Regions from separate parts of the Canis lupus genome. Here region 2 is linked to region 1. Evidence: chromatin contacts called from public Hi-C data. All regions are on one chromosome and are shown on one strand. Each heading gives the region's core, a stretch centred on a gene start, on an enhancer-like site or on the middle of the called end of the contact. The rest is flanking DNA. Distances are from core to core; before and after follow the strand shown. Region 1 overlaps LRRC9 (leucine-rich repeat-containing protein 9). Region 2 holds the start of DHRS7 (dehydrogenase/reductase SDR family member 7).

Evidence for each region. Hi-C and Micro-C count contacts between places; a contact is called where the count stands out from the background.
Region 2: a Hi-C map of blood shows a contact between it and region 1, with 5 times the contacts expected there. The contact joins the promoter of DHRS7 here to the enhancer-like site in region 1. A contact is called at or near these places in 6 of 9 Hi-C or Micro-C datasets (amygdala, blood and liver).

Annotation. Positions count from the first base shown.
Region 1 is chr8:35,464,344-35,472,196 of UU_Cfam_GSD_1.0, forward strand. LRRC9 (leucine-rich repeat-containing protein 9) reads left to right here. Exons shown (of 34, transcript XM_038544858.1): 33 at 1-120. Among named protein-coding and RNA genes, the nearest start is that of PCNX4, 21 kb to the right of the region's middle. Within about 2 kb of position 2,303, at least 1 of the 20 cell types and tissues checked has an H3K27ac peak or open chromatin away from gene starts, as enhancers often do. A contact at or near this core is called in blood, where this site is marked.
Region 2 is chr8:35,549,938-35,556,743 of UU_Cfam_GSD_1.0, forward strand. It overlaps DHRS7 (dehydrogenase/reductase SDR family member 7), which reads right to left and starts at 2,112. Exons shown (of 7, transcript XM_038544860.1): 1 at 1,905-2,112. The coding sequence starts at 2,037.

The sequences.
Region 1 (7,853 bases), core at 1,053-3,552:
CCATGCAGAAATAGCTTTTCGGCAACTCAGAGGGATAAATCTCTCTCCACCTCTTTTATCACATCAGGGTATGGCATCTCCAACTACACAGATGTACCAGAGCAACCCGGATGAGGGAAGGTAAAACTATTCTGTGTTTTAATATCATTTCTCATCATTAAAAAAAAACACTCCCCAAATCTGCTAGTCATGTATAAAAATAGGAAATATTGTGTTTTACTATTATTTGCTTACTGAGAGCTGGGAAAAACTGTCAGCATAAGGCTTCTTCTCCCACAATCACCCAACTTTCCCAAAGTCCTGTGTATTTAGATCATAATTCTAAGAGGCTTAGTAATGGCTGTAGAAGTAGAATAGTGCTCATCTAATACTTATATGAACACTGAAATAAACACTTGTAATTGCATTCTCTCCCAAATCACTTCTCAAATATGCAAAGCAGTTCACTTGTATTTTCAACAAGAGAAAAATTCAATTCTGAAATCACAAAGCCCAAGAATTTTTTAAATTCTTCAAGCCTCTCCTCTGGGAGAGGCTAGCCCTAGTAGCCAGCTCAATGCCTGAGAACCTGCAACTTCTCATCAGGAATCCACTCTGTTGCTCAACACCTGTCCACCTAGATTTCCAGTTATTTCCTGTCCGCCAGCTTCTTGATAGCCAAGCTCCAGTCATATATCAGTGACCAACTCAGCAGCAGACCTAGGGTAGGCCTGGCTCTCGCTCTACTGACTTCCCTGCTAGTCTGGTCACATTCTACTGACTCCTTAGGATAACCTGATTTTTAGATGTCCAAGAATAGGATCACTTTCTCTGTTGTACTGTCTTTTTGAAATTGAACACATAAAATTTTTTACTGCAGAATTACCTTAATTAGCTGATCCATTAAGAAAATAAGTCATAATTATTTGACTCATAAATATTTTATTTCTGATAGAATTCCTGGCAGTACTTTCCAAGATCAAATCAAATGAAACTGCCTAGAGAAATGAATATACACAAAGAAACCTATTTCTGTTTAGGAGTTATACAAAAACTAGCAGACAGAGCTGGTGAAAAAAATATATGAGATAATCGTGTTACTTATTTTACTGAAGCACTTCAGTTCCATATGAAGATAATCTCTATCACCCTGGTTGAATTTTATTTAATATCACCCCTCTTAAACTCTCATTATGATTACCTTTATTATTTATTTGAATTCCTATATTAGAAAAACCATGAACCGTTATATCATACAATTTGAAAAGATAGAAGTGACATAAAACAGAGAATCAAATATTTAGTCCTAGTATTGGAAGCATTTAGTTACAAAATCTTATTGTAGCCTGTCATATTAAGATACTAAAAAAGGCAATTCTAGTAAATAAGTATATTTTATTTGTTGAATATTTATTTAGTTGGAGTTACCTAAAACTAAAGCATACATTTCTTACCAAACACAACTATTACTAAAACAAGTTGAACTTTGTTCACTGAGCTACAAATTAGTATTTTAGGACTATAATTGGGAAAAAATACCTTAAACCATATCTTCCCTAGGATTTGTTTAGAGATGCAAATTATGGGCATCAGTAGTACTTTCTAAAGGTGGCTAAGAGTTGGTGCAACCATGTATTCATGCTCTAAGAATAAAAAAGTACTATTTCAAATAAAGGATTTGTTAATTGTACCCATAGTAATATAATTTTACAAGCAGTTTTAGGCTAAAAAGGACAAACTGAGTGGACACATTTAAATTCAAGACCCTTAACAATTGTATTTCACTGGAAATAATTTTTCTAAAACATTATGCTGCTCGGACAGATCACAAATCAATCATATATGGTTTTGAAAAAAATATGGTTTTGAATTACATTGTTTTATTAAATATAGTTCTTTAAATTAATGACTAACTTGCCAATCATATTTTTATATAAATGGCCTGTATGATTCATGAATTATTCTACTATAATTTTCCAGGTATTGGTTCAACACTGCATGTAGTTTTCCTACTATTTTAGATGTTCCTTACATGAAAATAAATTTTTACTAAAATGTGTGTATTTTATAATCTACCTGGAAATAGGCTGAAAGATATTTTGGAAACTAATTCCAATGCATACGCAATAATTTGTATCTTTTCGTCTTTAAACGCTGATGTTTATGAAGTAATTATGTAACATTTAAAATTTCAAACTTAATAGATTGATTTGATACTTCTTAATGGGTGGTTTTTAAACAACTATTGCTCTTAGGTGGAAATAAGATCCTTTGTTTAAAAAACAACTATGCAGTTCTTAAGATGTCCAGAAGATGTCTTTGTTGCCCTTTAGTTTTGACAACTGCTTTCCTTGCAGTGCTCCAATGATGGTCTGTTCTCTGTTACTAACTTGGTATCATCGGCTTTTTTCTTTTATGATTTTGTATAAATGAAATACTGAATATATGTTGCTTTTGTAATGACAATTATCTTTAAATAATAAACTGGGTGGGAAAAGTAAATGTAACTGTCTTTCACTTAGAGAAAAGGAATTTTCAAGAATTAGAAAAGTATGAAGCAGGAAAAACATACCTCATTATTCAGCATCCCTTTAACATTTAGCACACTTTCTTGTAGCCATTTTTTCTATGCATTTGTAATATATTTGAGATCTATCATTTGATTTTTATGTACTATACATCATTAAATTTAGATATATCTTACCATTTTATTGTAAATTTTTAATTATATCTGAATTTCTTCTTGAAAGTAAATTAATTTGTAATACATATTTTTTTTTAATTGTTTTTAGAGAGAGAGAAGGGAAGAGGGGAAGGGAGAGAGAATCTTAAGTAGGCTCCATGCTCAGCACAGAGCCCATGCAGGGCTCAATCTCACAACTCTGAGATCATGACCTGAGCCAAAATCAAGAGTCAGATGTTTAACCAAGTGAGCCACCCAGGGACCCCAGTAATAATACATAATTTGATAATAACACGAAAAATAATGTGAACATGTACTTAGGCATTGCTAGGTACTATACAGAAAACAGACATGAATCCAACCTTTAGAACATTTTGATATGAATACATGCTAAATAATTTCATATAAAGCAATGAGGGAGATGATTACTAGCATAATTTGCACAGTTCTGAATCTTTTCTGCCATGAGAGCAGATGACACTGACATGATAGACAACATGCTCCCCTGGGAATGCTTAGATGGGTTAAGCCATTGGTTATGTGCAGCTCATAAACAATAGCTAAAACTTCATCCCTTTCCTGTTTGACAAAACAAAAAGATGTAATTGAACACGAGGGATGTTTTTATAAGAGTGACTTTAGATCTGCCCTGAATTATTTAAGTAAATAATACACACACTGAGGAATTTAAGTTATAGTTATAAATTTTTTGTAACATACTTCACAACTGATTACGATAAAACAGGCAAGTAGTACTTTAAATTTACAAACCACTAGCCCATATTTTACATGGTTATCCTAATAACCCACTCTATGGAGTAGATATGAAATGTATTTTCTCCATTTATAGATAAAGAAATGGGAATAAGGAAAAGAGTAGATATCATATCAAATCCTAGATTTTTTTTCAACTCCCAATTCATTACTTTTTCAATTACTATGAGTGAATCAACATTTAATTATTATTCATGTGCTATGTAACCAGCTGTCATAGAGCCCTAATATATTAAAAACTGTAAACTATCATTATCTTCCAGTGTATTTAGCTTAGGGAAAATGCATAATTTCTACAGTAAAATTAGTCCTTTGCTCCCAGCAAATGTCCTGATAGATTTATTTTGTATGTAGCCATATGCATGGATACATGACTTGTTTTAAATTAAAAACAATTCCACAATGAGGAAAGCTAAATATTAGGGCACTTTATAAATGAGGAGCCTACAATGCTGAACTGAATATAGACAATATCGAAGTGATCTTTCAATTTCTATATATGAAGATTGACTATAATTATTCAATAAGAAATTTATTATTTACTTCTATTTTTATAGTTCTAGACTTCTCTGACTATTGACACAAAATTAACTATGGTTGTGAACATAGTTTTGCTTAGAATATTTAATGTGCACTGCATATGTATGTTTGTAGGCATTCATGGCCAGTTTTAAAATAATCCTTATATTTAAGTAACATGCCATTTCATTATTTATTCGTATCTTTCATATATTATGAGAAGTGTTTGTTTTAGAACATTAGATCTTATTGTTAGTCATGCTATAGGCTCTTTGTTTCAATTAAATGTTACGTAAAAAGAAGTAAAATATTTATAGTTCTATAAGAGTAGAAGCAAGCACTTATGGCCAAGTTCTGTTGGCTATTCAATGAATCAGATCAAATCAATTATTTTTATGAGGTAGAAACTGGCTGATTTGTTAGATTCCTCTGTTATAATACTTAGAGCTTCTGGATGACTTCCAAGTGCTTACTTGCTTTCTTATTCATCTCTCTGTGCTTGCCTTCACTATTGAATACTATTTTTTAAGATTTTTATTATTTTTTTAAGTACACCCAACCTGGGGCTCAAACTTACAACCCCAAGATCAAGAGTCTCACTCTACCAACTAAGCCAGCCAGGTGCCCCTATTGAAATAGTTTCTTGTTTTGTTTTGAAATAGTTTTATTTTTTTATTTTTTTTTAAATTTTTTTAAATTTTTATTTATTTATGATAGTCACAGAGAGAGAGAGAGAGGCAGAGACACAGGCAGAGGGAGAAGCAGGCTCCATGCACCGAGAGCCCGACGTGGGATTTGATCCCGGGTCTCCAGGATCGCGCCCTGGGCCAAAGGCAGGCGCCAAACCGCTGCGCCACCCAGGGATCCCTTGAAATAGTTTTAAAGAAAAACTGTACAAATTGCAATTTTAGGGGGCACCTGGGTGGCTCAGTCAGTTAAGCATCTGTCTTCAGGTCAGGTCCTCAGGGTCCTGGGAGTGAGCCCCAAGTTAGGCTCCCCACCGGTGGAGGGAGTCTGCTTCTCCCTCTCCCTCTGCCCCTCCCCCTGCTCGTGCTCTCTCTCTCTCTCTCTCTCTCTCTCAAATAAATAAATAAAATCTTTTTAAAAAATTGGAATTTTAGTTCACAGTCGCCTTTAAGAACTAAGTCAAGAAGTACGCGGTTATTTTTTAGTAATATTTTATTTCCAGAAGTTTTTATCTTTTAAAAATATGAATTATAATATTCTTTATTACTATTTTTATTTTATTGATGAATAAAAATGTTTTTTAATCTGGGCATTTGGGTGGCTCAGTTGGTTAAGCATCCAAATCTTGATTGCAGCTCAGGTCATGATCTCAGGGTTGTGAGGTCCAGCCCAGCGTCAGGCTCTGTGCTGGGCATGGAGCCTGCTGAAGATTTTCTCTCTCCCTCTGTCCCTCCTTTCCCTCATTCTTTAAAAAAAAAGAAAGAAAAGAAAAAGAAATGTTTTGCAAACTACTGAAAAGACACTTCTCAAAACCAAATTTGTGGGCAGCCTGGGTGGCTCAGTGGTTTAGCGCTGCCTTCAGCCCAGGGCATGATCCTGGAGTCCCGGGATTGAGTCCAGAAGTCGGGCACCCTGCATGGAGCCTCCTTCTCCCTCTGCCTGTGTCTCTGCCTCTCTTTTTCTGTATCTCTCATTAATAAATAAATAAAGTCTTTAAAAAAAAAAAAACAAATTTGTGCATTTTTTTCTCTCTTAAATTTTTGTTTTGGTGAGGATTTTTCCTTACAATTATGATAAAATGAATGATTTTATAGCCAAAACATGAAATGCAGTAACTTGAATGTAGAATATCCAGAGGGACACCTGGGTGGCTCAGTGGTTGTGTATGTCTGCCTGGAGTCCCCGGATCGAGTCCCACATTGGGCTCTCCATACAGGGAGCCTGCTTCTCCCTCTGCCTGTGTCTCTGCCTCTCTCTGTGTGGCTAGCATGAATAAATAAATAAAATCTTTAAAAAAGAAAAAAAAAGAATATTCAAAGGAATTCAGAAGTAGCTTTGAAAGTGGTAATCATCTGAAATCAAATTAGTAACCATTTATGTTTTATTTATTAGGCCTTTCTTTAACTGTATGGTCTCTTCAAGATATCAAAAACCAAATCATCAACATCATCATTTTCTATATAAAATACATGTGATTCTGAAATGCTGTTTAAAATTAAAATAGATTTTTCTTTTTCTCATTAAAAATTAGTATTTCCGTAGGCTATGGATAACATTCTAATTAACTTACAAATGTTTAAATATATTTCATACCAAAAGAGTTAGATTTTTAAACATTACAAAGAGGGGGGAAAGGTTAGTGATGATCTTACTATTTTTGTAAGCCATTTTTGGTTACATTTATTTTTAAATAACATCTTTATTTTAAATTTAAAAAATAAGATCATGTGGTATAAAAGCTGTAGATTTTAATCAGGGACCTGCATGTTTTACACCTTGCTTACTATAAAACATTCTTTTCTAGAAAATGTTTTAGTTCATTTTAGCAGTTTAGCTCTACTAAACTTTAGTTCCATCTTTAATTATAACATAATTATAATCTTTAATTATAGCATAATGCTCCCTTTCTCTTTTCTTCCTCCCCAAAATGTTTTGCAAGTATGTTTCTCAAAGATCAACCAAAAGAGGCTAATCTGTAAAAAAAATATATCAATAACATTTTTAAGTTTCTAGTTATTTCTTATTTCTTCCCATCATTTTGACTGAAAACAAGTATTTACAAACACTGGTAGCCTACTTTCTTATGGTCTTTCACTTTTTTATGAAGTGCTTTAAAAGAGTTCAATCAACCTTAATGATGGTGCATTTTTAGTTAAGGAAATAGAATGGGGAGAAGTCAATTTGAGCTCCCAGACGAACAAGTGTCTTGAGAAAGAATAGGCATAAATGGATTTAGAAAACAGAGAGTAGGAGTAAAATGCAGTGAGCAGAGCACTCAGGGAAGCCAGATACAATGGAAAGAGTAAAATACTGCAAGAGCTTTTTAAGCTACATACAATTGGAACAATGGACTTGATCCAGCCATCTATGTTAAACTGTTAAAAGGTGAAAAGCAAGCTGGAATTCTATAAAGAGTGTTGAGGAACAGTAGAATGAAGAGCTTTAAATCTAAAGAGAATGAATGCAGTCATTCAATAGGATGGAAATGAAGTCAAAATTGGCATATTTCCCTGGTTAATTTACCTTGTGAAGGACTCTGTTCAGTTTTAGATATTAAGCCATTATTAGCAACAAAATAGTCTTTAAATTGCCACCTTTGGAGTTTTTAAGCAACAATATAGTGTACATCTGTGAATTTCATATGTACATACCACATACACATATACATGCAAATAAAAATACAACACATAGGTCTCATATAATTGTAACAATTTAACATTATAGACTACAGCAATAAGTACACTATATATGTCAAACTTACCATTCTTTAAAAACAAGGCTAATTTAGAGTTAGTGACAAAGATGCAAGTGTACAATTACAAAAACTTGAAAAAGAAAACTAATTTAAAATAACACATGTAACACATAGAACAGAATACTGTGGAGTGATTGAATGGCCTAATGTTTTCTTAATTAGCCGACAGTCAATCAGAAAAAGTTTTTTTTTACATTTTGAGGAAACTTTTATTGAATGTATCAATATACTTTCCTGCTTTGGTAACTAAAATAAATAAAATTTTATTTTCAATGATTTATAGTGAGAGCCTCATGGTGATAGTTGTTAATAATTTACAATTTTACAGAAATATAGCTGAAGAAAGTGTATAAAGTATGTACTGAGGACATAACCTTGAAAGTTGCTTATGGCCAAGAACTAATATCGTATTATATTACTACTATGTTTTGAATGAAGGTATATCTATGGAACCAA
Region 2 (6,806 bases), core at 862-3,361, 85 kb after region 1:
ATACGAGACTTGGTCCTGGGTCTCCAGGATCACCCCCTAGGCCGAAGGCAGGGGCTAAACTGCTGAGCCACCCAGGGATCCCCTCCATGTGCCTTTAACTTTGTTTTATTATCACTCTCCCAAACCTCAGTAGTCTTTCTAAGCATTTTTGTTTCCAAAAAACTCCCCCATGAAATTTTATCACCAGATATACTATATATCTATTTATGTACTGTACATACATATATCTGTGCTTTATACATAAAAAAGAAGTTCAAGAAAGCTTATTCTTCAGTCAATGCAGGTTTGAGAATGACTAAATTTAAAAATTAAGTTAAAAGTTAAATTAAAATTTAAAAGCCATTACCATGTAATTTTATTATAGTATTTGCAGAATAACTTTTAATGTCATTTATCTACTTAGATAAATGATAACCTAATTAGATAAATGATAACCTATCAAATTAGTATGCAAATTAGCCTATTACATAAGTTCATAATAATAGCAATGTAATTAAATGTATCTTAAAATCCTTCAAAATTATTTTTCCAGCAAAACATTGAACAGATTAATGAATTTCTTAAAAATTAGTTTTAGTCAACTTTTAATTTTTGCTTAATAGGTGAAAACCTTAATATAACTAGTTGTTAGATATTCATTCGGACATCGTCAACATTCTTCCTCTTCACCACTTGACATAACTGATGGATCCAATGACTTTTGCAGAATTAAATTCTTTTAAAAAAGCTATTTTTAGGTAATCTCAAAGTCCAAGTTAACACAAAAGCGCTGGGGGTCAAATGTAAATATCCACAAAGCAGCCACAAGGCAGCCATCAGACAAGAGAAAGACCCATCAAGAGAAGGCCTGACAATCACAACCATCTATTTGCCATCGCTTTGTAGCCTTGACCTCGCATAGGTGCATTTCCCATGAACCCAATAATGGCAGCACTCCAGAGGTCGTTCCCAAGAAAATGCAACGAGAGAAATGAAACATTAAGGAATAAAATTTTGTCCAGTAGGGTTGGGCTAAAACACGGTACCATCTAAGATTTTATCTGATTCTCAAGAACCAGGTTTGACACCCTGAGGAGCCCTGTCTCTTCCCTTCCCTCCCAGGGCCTTTTTGAAAGCAGAGTCCATCTTCTGAACTGCTATCGCTTCCCAGTAAAGTTCCTCACATGCTTTTCGGGTCCAGGAAACGAAGTCCAGGGAAACCCCACTGCCCCTAGTCCTTAGGGATCCAAAGCCTGGTTTCCCTGTGTGGAAAGTAAGATTAATGATGCCTACTTTGTAAGAGTCTGTAAAGGCCAGAGGTCAGGTGTGCGAAGGGCGGAGCACATCGCTGTCGCACAGAGAATGTGTTTAGTGAACGACACCAAATTTTCACCAGGGTACAGGTGACAGTGGGATGGGCTGAACGCCCCTCAGCAGGCCAGTAATGACCTCACTGCACGCAAAATCCAGTTCCAACTGGGTGATCCTTCTAGCCCTTGGCTAGTTAGGGGAGTCACTCCGGATTATCTCATTTTATTTCACAATTCAGGGAGAAGGAGCAAGTTCAGGAAGTAGAAAAACCGGGCTCGGGTTCTCGAAAGAAGGCTTGCCCGCAAAGTCCGGGGCCGGGCGCTGTTTCTCCAAGGGGGGCCGCCGGGGTGGGGGGGGGGAGCCGCCAGTCCCGAGGGCGTCCCGCCCAGCGCAGCGCCCCCTTCCTTGGGCCAGCGGGCGAGCCCTCGCCGACCCCGACGGGAGACCACGGGGCACGACCGCCAGCCACCTCGGCCCGGCTCCGTCCTCCCCACCCCCACCCCCACCCCCGGCCGCCCCAGGCTGCAGGCTGCACGGCCCCCAGGGCTGCGGGGCGCGCGGGGGCGGCCGCACGGAGCCCGGCCTCCCGCTCCCGAGGCGCGGCCGGGCCTCACCTGGGCGTCGCCCCTGCCACTCGGCCCACAGCAGGGTCAGGTCGCCATCGGCGCGGACGAAGCGCAGCAGCTGCACCAGGAGCGCGAGCAGCGCGCCCAGCGCCAGCAGCCAGAGCAGCAGCTCCCAGCTCATCGCGGCCGCGCGCGCCCGGCTCGCCGGGGAGGACTGGCCGCCTCGGAGCCGCCGCAGCTCGCGGCAGTCGGCGCGGCCGCCTCCCCGGGCCGAGAGCCGCGCGCCCCGGGCCCCGCCCAGAGAGTGGCAGGAGGAGGGGCGGCCCGGGCTGGGCGGGGAGTGTGGGCGAGGCCCGCGCCGCCGAACCCCGCGTCCGCGCCTGGCCTAGGGCGGCAGGAGGGACCCGAGGCGTGGACGGCTCTGAGGCTGCGCGCCACCTGCTGCCAGGACACCGGCCACAAGGCTGTGAGATAGGAACGATCCTCTAACAGTTGCTTTGACGGCCTGTAGTTTCAAGGTTGGGGTTGTGTCAAAAGGAAGAGCACAGATGTTCCAACTTAAGATCGCCACTTCCTCCATCCTCATCTTTCTATTTTTTTTTTAAGATTTTATTTATTCATTCATGAGAGACACACAGAGAGAGAGGCAGAGACACAGGCAGAGGGAGGAGCAGGCTCCATGCAGGGAGCCCCATGCGGGACTCGATCCCGGGTCCCCAGGATCACGCCCTCGGCCTAAGGCGGCGCTAAACCACTAGACCATCCAGGGATCCCATCTTTCCATTTTTAACTAAACGAACCGAACAAACTATCAAACTGTCTTCCACCCTGCCCCCACCCAAATAACCGCGAGTCTGAGTTGGCACCCTGTCGGTTTACATTTGGGAAGCAATTGCAAAGAGAGTTGCCTCCTTGCTGGACGAGAAAGTGCAGTTTCAGTCAAGATCGTCCACGAGGACTAGCAGGATTGGGGACCTTGACCCAAGCAGGTTCCACCCTCAGCAACCTAAGTACATTTATCTTTAGGTAGCTACAAAGAATAGGGAAGTTTAAATAAAATGCCAGTGAAGGGCACAGTAGTTCGTACGCAATGATTATATTCATTCTTTGATAACTATGAGAATTGTCATTATTAATGATTATTTATTTTCTCCACTATAATTATCGTTTCTTAGAGTCCAACCTGAAAGACAGGGACTTTGTTTATAAACTGCTATATTCTGGTCGTATAGAATTGCCCTTGCTTGTGAAAGCGGTAAGAGTGTTTAAATTGTGATGTATCAGATCCTGTACTGATAGGGATCTCATTCTCCAAGGAATATGTACACTAGCTAAACTTAGATTTTGATCGATTGTTTACCTCAACTACAACTTGATATAATATTGCTCAAGAGCTGCCCTCTTTAGTTTACCTTTGCAATATTGGTTTTGTCTTATGATAAATGACTTTTAAACTATGGTGCTTAAAATACCACACTGAATCTCACTCCTGTGAAAAAATTTCAAGAGTTTCCTCTGAGCCTGGGTCCCCTTCTGTAAAATTAAGGATTGAATTAGATTTAGTGTCCCAAGCCAGACCATTCAATGGATGTGTCTCTGGATTCTCCATCACAAACTCCAGCTCTGGGGAGGGTGAAAGGGGAACAGAGCTGTTTTTATGGAAAACTGTGACTAATACACAAACTTTAATAAAACCACAGGGTCATTTAACCTCACTAGCAGATTATAAATAACAATAGATTCAGATCCCTGGATGGCGCAGCGGTTTAGCGCCTGCCTTTGGCCCAGGGTGCGATCCTGGTGGAGCCTGCTTCTCTGTCTCTGCCCCCCGTATGACTATCATGAATAAATAAATAGAATCTTTAAAAAAATAGTTTAATATACAAATTTCAACATTATAAATTTCATTTTACCTGAATGGAAGCATAATTCGTTTTGGAATTCAATTAGATGTTTAAAGAAGCAGTCACTATGCTCAGAAAAACAACTGTGACAGCGAGTATCTTTGCAGTGCCTAATTGTCCTCATTTGTTTTATTCACCAGTGAGAAAAATCCAGCCTCAGAATCTGCTGCCTCTGGTGAAGATACTCAGCAAGTTCTTAATGCAGTAGCATCCATCAGGATTGCCTCTTGCTATTTTGAGCAGAATTTATCTCAAAACTGGAGCCAGAGTGCTCAAAGCAGATAAAAGACAGATGAATAAACAAAAGAAGGGACTCCTCAGAGGCCCATAGGGGACAATGGGCAGAACAGTGGAACCCCAGCCTCTGCTGGATTAGTTCATTCAGGGACAATTTCAATCATTTTATAAAATTCCAATAATTTTAAAAAGTAGATTCAAATACCAGCTCATTATTTCCATTATGAACAGAGAAACTTAAATGACTGCCAGAGTCAAAAAAGAAGCACTCTCCATTCAACCCCTTCTTCATTCCCACTTAGAAAGAACATTCGACTGCTCCCTCTACTCACATTTCCGTTTCTTTTCATGAAGCCAGGACAGTGCTGATGTAAAGTGGCCATCACACAAGTTCCCATGAGCCAAGGCCATGGCCCCTGAGGACAGAGTCCTTGCACAGTTAGAGAAAAAAAGACTAATGCCACATGCCGTATTTCAGTGCTTTACAATGTGCTTCTGATAGCACACAAGTTTACTCTTAGCCGAACTATCTGTTTTGGCAAAGCAAATTTTAGTTGGGTGCTAAATATCCCTGTTCCCACGCTGTGATTTACCTCCCAAAGGAAACAGCAGAATAAAAACAGAGAATATAATCAAAACAGCACTAATTGCACAAAATACCAAGATATTATTCTTGATTCATTTCCACTAGAAAGGAGCTTCAAAACATTTAATTACTTCCTTCTAAACACCTACATGTGTTAAAATTAAGACTATAAAAATAAGGGTTTTTGATCCACAAGACCCCTAGGAACCTAGTTAGAGTACATAGAAATTAGGTCATGGCTGAGAACCATAGACAGTCTAATGGAGAATGTCATAGGTGTTGATGCAATAGTACGTCCATCCTCTCTAATTCCTAGAATACCTCTTATGCTCTGGTGTCAAAGGCTGTTACTTGGCCTGTAACTTTAAAACAGTGATGAAAGTGAGAGAGACAATGGCTCCCTTCCTCAACATTTTATTTCTTCAGTCTTGCTTAACAAGCTTCTGCTCTCTTTTGTCTTGAAATGTGTTGACTATTACCTGCAATAATTAAGTTTCCTTAAACAGCCTTCCTTCTCCCTTTCCAACCCTGTTGCAAACCTCTACCCCAGCTCCCCACTCCTATCCTCCTCTAGAAAGATTTTTGTGCCTCTCAGGAGTCATAAACACCTCTTCCCTAGGCTCACCTCTTTTTATAATTACTTCTGATGGGAACTATATCTAATATCTCTATTTTCAGGGTTAATAAATTATTACCCCAATGAAACTAAGTTTCTTGAGATCAAGTACCAAAGCTAGTACTTCTTTTGAAGAGTCTACAGTACTTAGCTTAGTGTTAATACAACAAAGGATAAGCCCACATTGAATTGAACTCTCCTTTTCTTAAAAGTTAAACCTCCTTGTAGTTCTTAACTCAAGTTGATAGAATAAGCGTTGCTAGAATTTAACAAATCAATCTTCCCTGAGTGTCATTAAAATACTTTAATAAAATCCCAACCAAGGCCTTTTGTATAATTTGTACCCTTATTTTTAAATTTCAGCTGTGATAGAATGGTAACCCCTTCTTTCCTTTCAGTACTGTTCACTTTTTGGTGGTATGAGCTCAGGCCTACTCAGGATAGACCAGCAGAGATGGAAGTCAGTCACGTGTAAGAAAACGGTCACTTTCCATAATAAAAGCACGTATAAAAATAACTTTAAAAATCCAGATCCAAAAAAAATCCAGATCTCCCATTATTGGCTGTCTCTGGGGAAAAAAACAAAACAACAACAAAAAAGAAAGATCCTTTGAGTGGAAACACAGCCTCGAGGAAGTGGGGGGAGAAGATTATTCTTCTGACAAGAAGAATGGGTTTGTGCTTCTTGCTTGGGGTTATTATCACAACCTCTAGATACTTATTTTGTTGAACGTATTTTGTTTTCCTGGTGTCAGGTGGCCAAGGGCCAGAAGTGCTAAAGATCTGGGCAGCCTATAAAAGCATGCCCAACAGAGAATTGTCTGACCCCAAAAGCCCCCAGTGTCCCTGTAGAGAAATTGTACAGCCCAACCTTGGTGGACACGTGCCCCTTGATCTCTTCTCTGATGAAGGGAAATATTCTCGCATTCCTCTGCATCTGCTTGCCTGGACTCATTATATATGCATTCTGGCTATTGTGTACTATTCTGATATTCTTGCAGGCAGATCTGGTCTTACCAGAATAGTTTTGTGTCTTTGTGTCTCATATAAATTGTTTCCTTATCTTTAGTAATCTTAAGGGATTCCTCAATGAGAAGATTTCACTGCACTGTTGGCCACATGTAGTCCTTGCATATCATTGAATTGATCGTCTTTTTAGATAGCTGATTTCCACAAGATCTTGAGTCTCTTAGACTTAATTCACTCTCTCCCCCTCTCCCTCTCCTTCTCTGTCTCTGTCCCTTCCTCCTTCTCTCTCACAAAATGTCTCATTTCAAACTTCCCCTTACATTTGGTAATAACCGTTACAGTCAGTGGTGGTTGTTACTCAAATCTACATAAGTGATAAAATTGCCTAGTACTATATGCACAGGCACACACACCTACACACAGATGCATATATGTGAAGCTGGTGAAATTTTAATAAGGTCTATGAATTGTGCTGATAACCATTTCCTGGTTCTGTTTCTGTCCTAAAATTATGTAAAATGTTACCAGTGGGGAACATGGAGTGAAGAGTACACGGACTTCTCTGTACCATTTTTGCAACTTTCTGTAAATCTGTAATTATTTTAAAGTAGGAATAATTTGTTATAAGATGCTTGCAC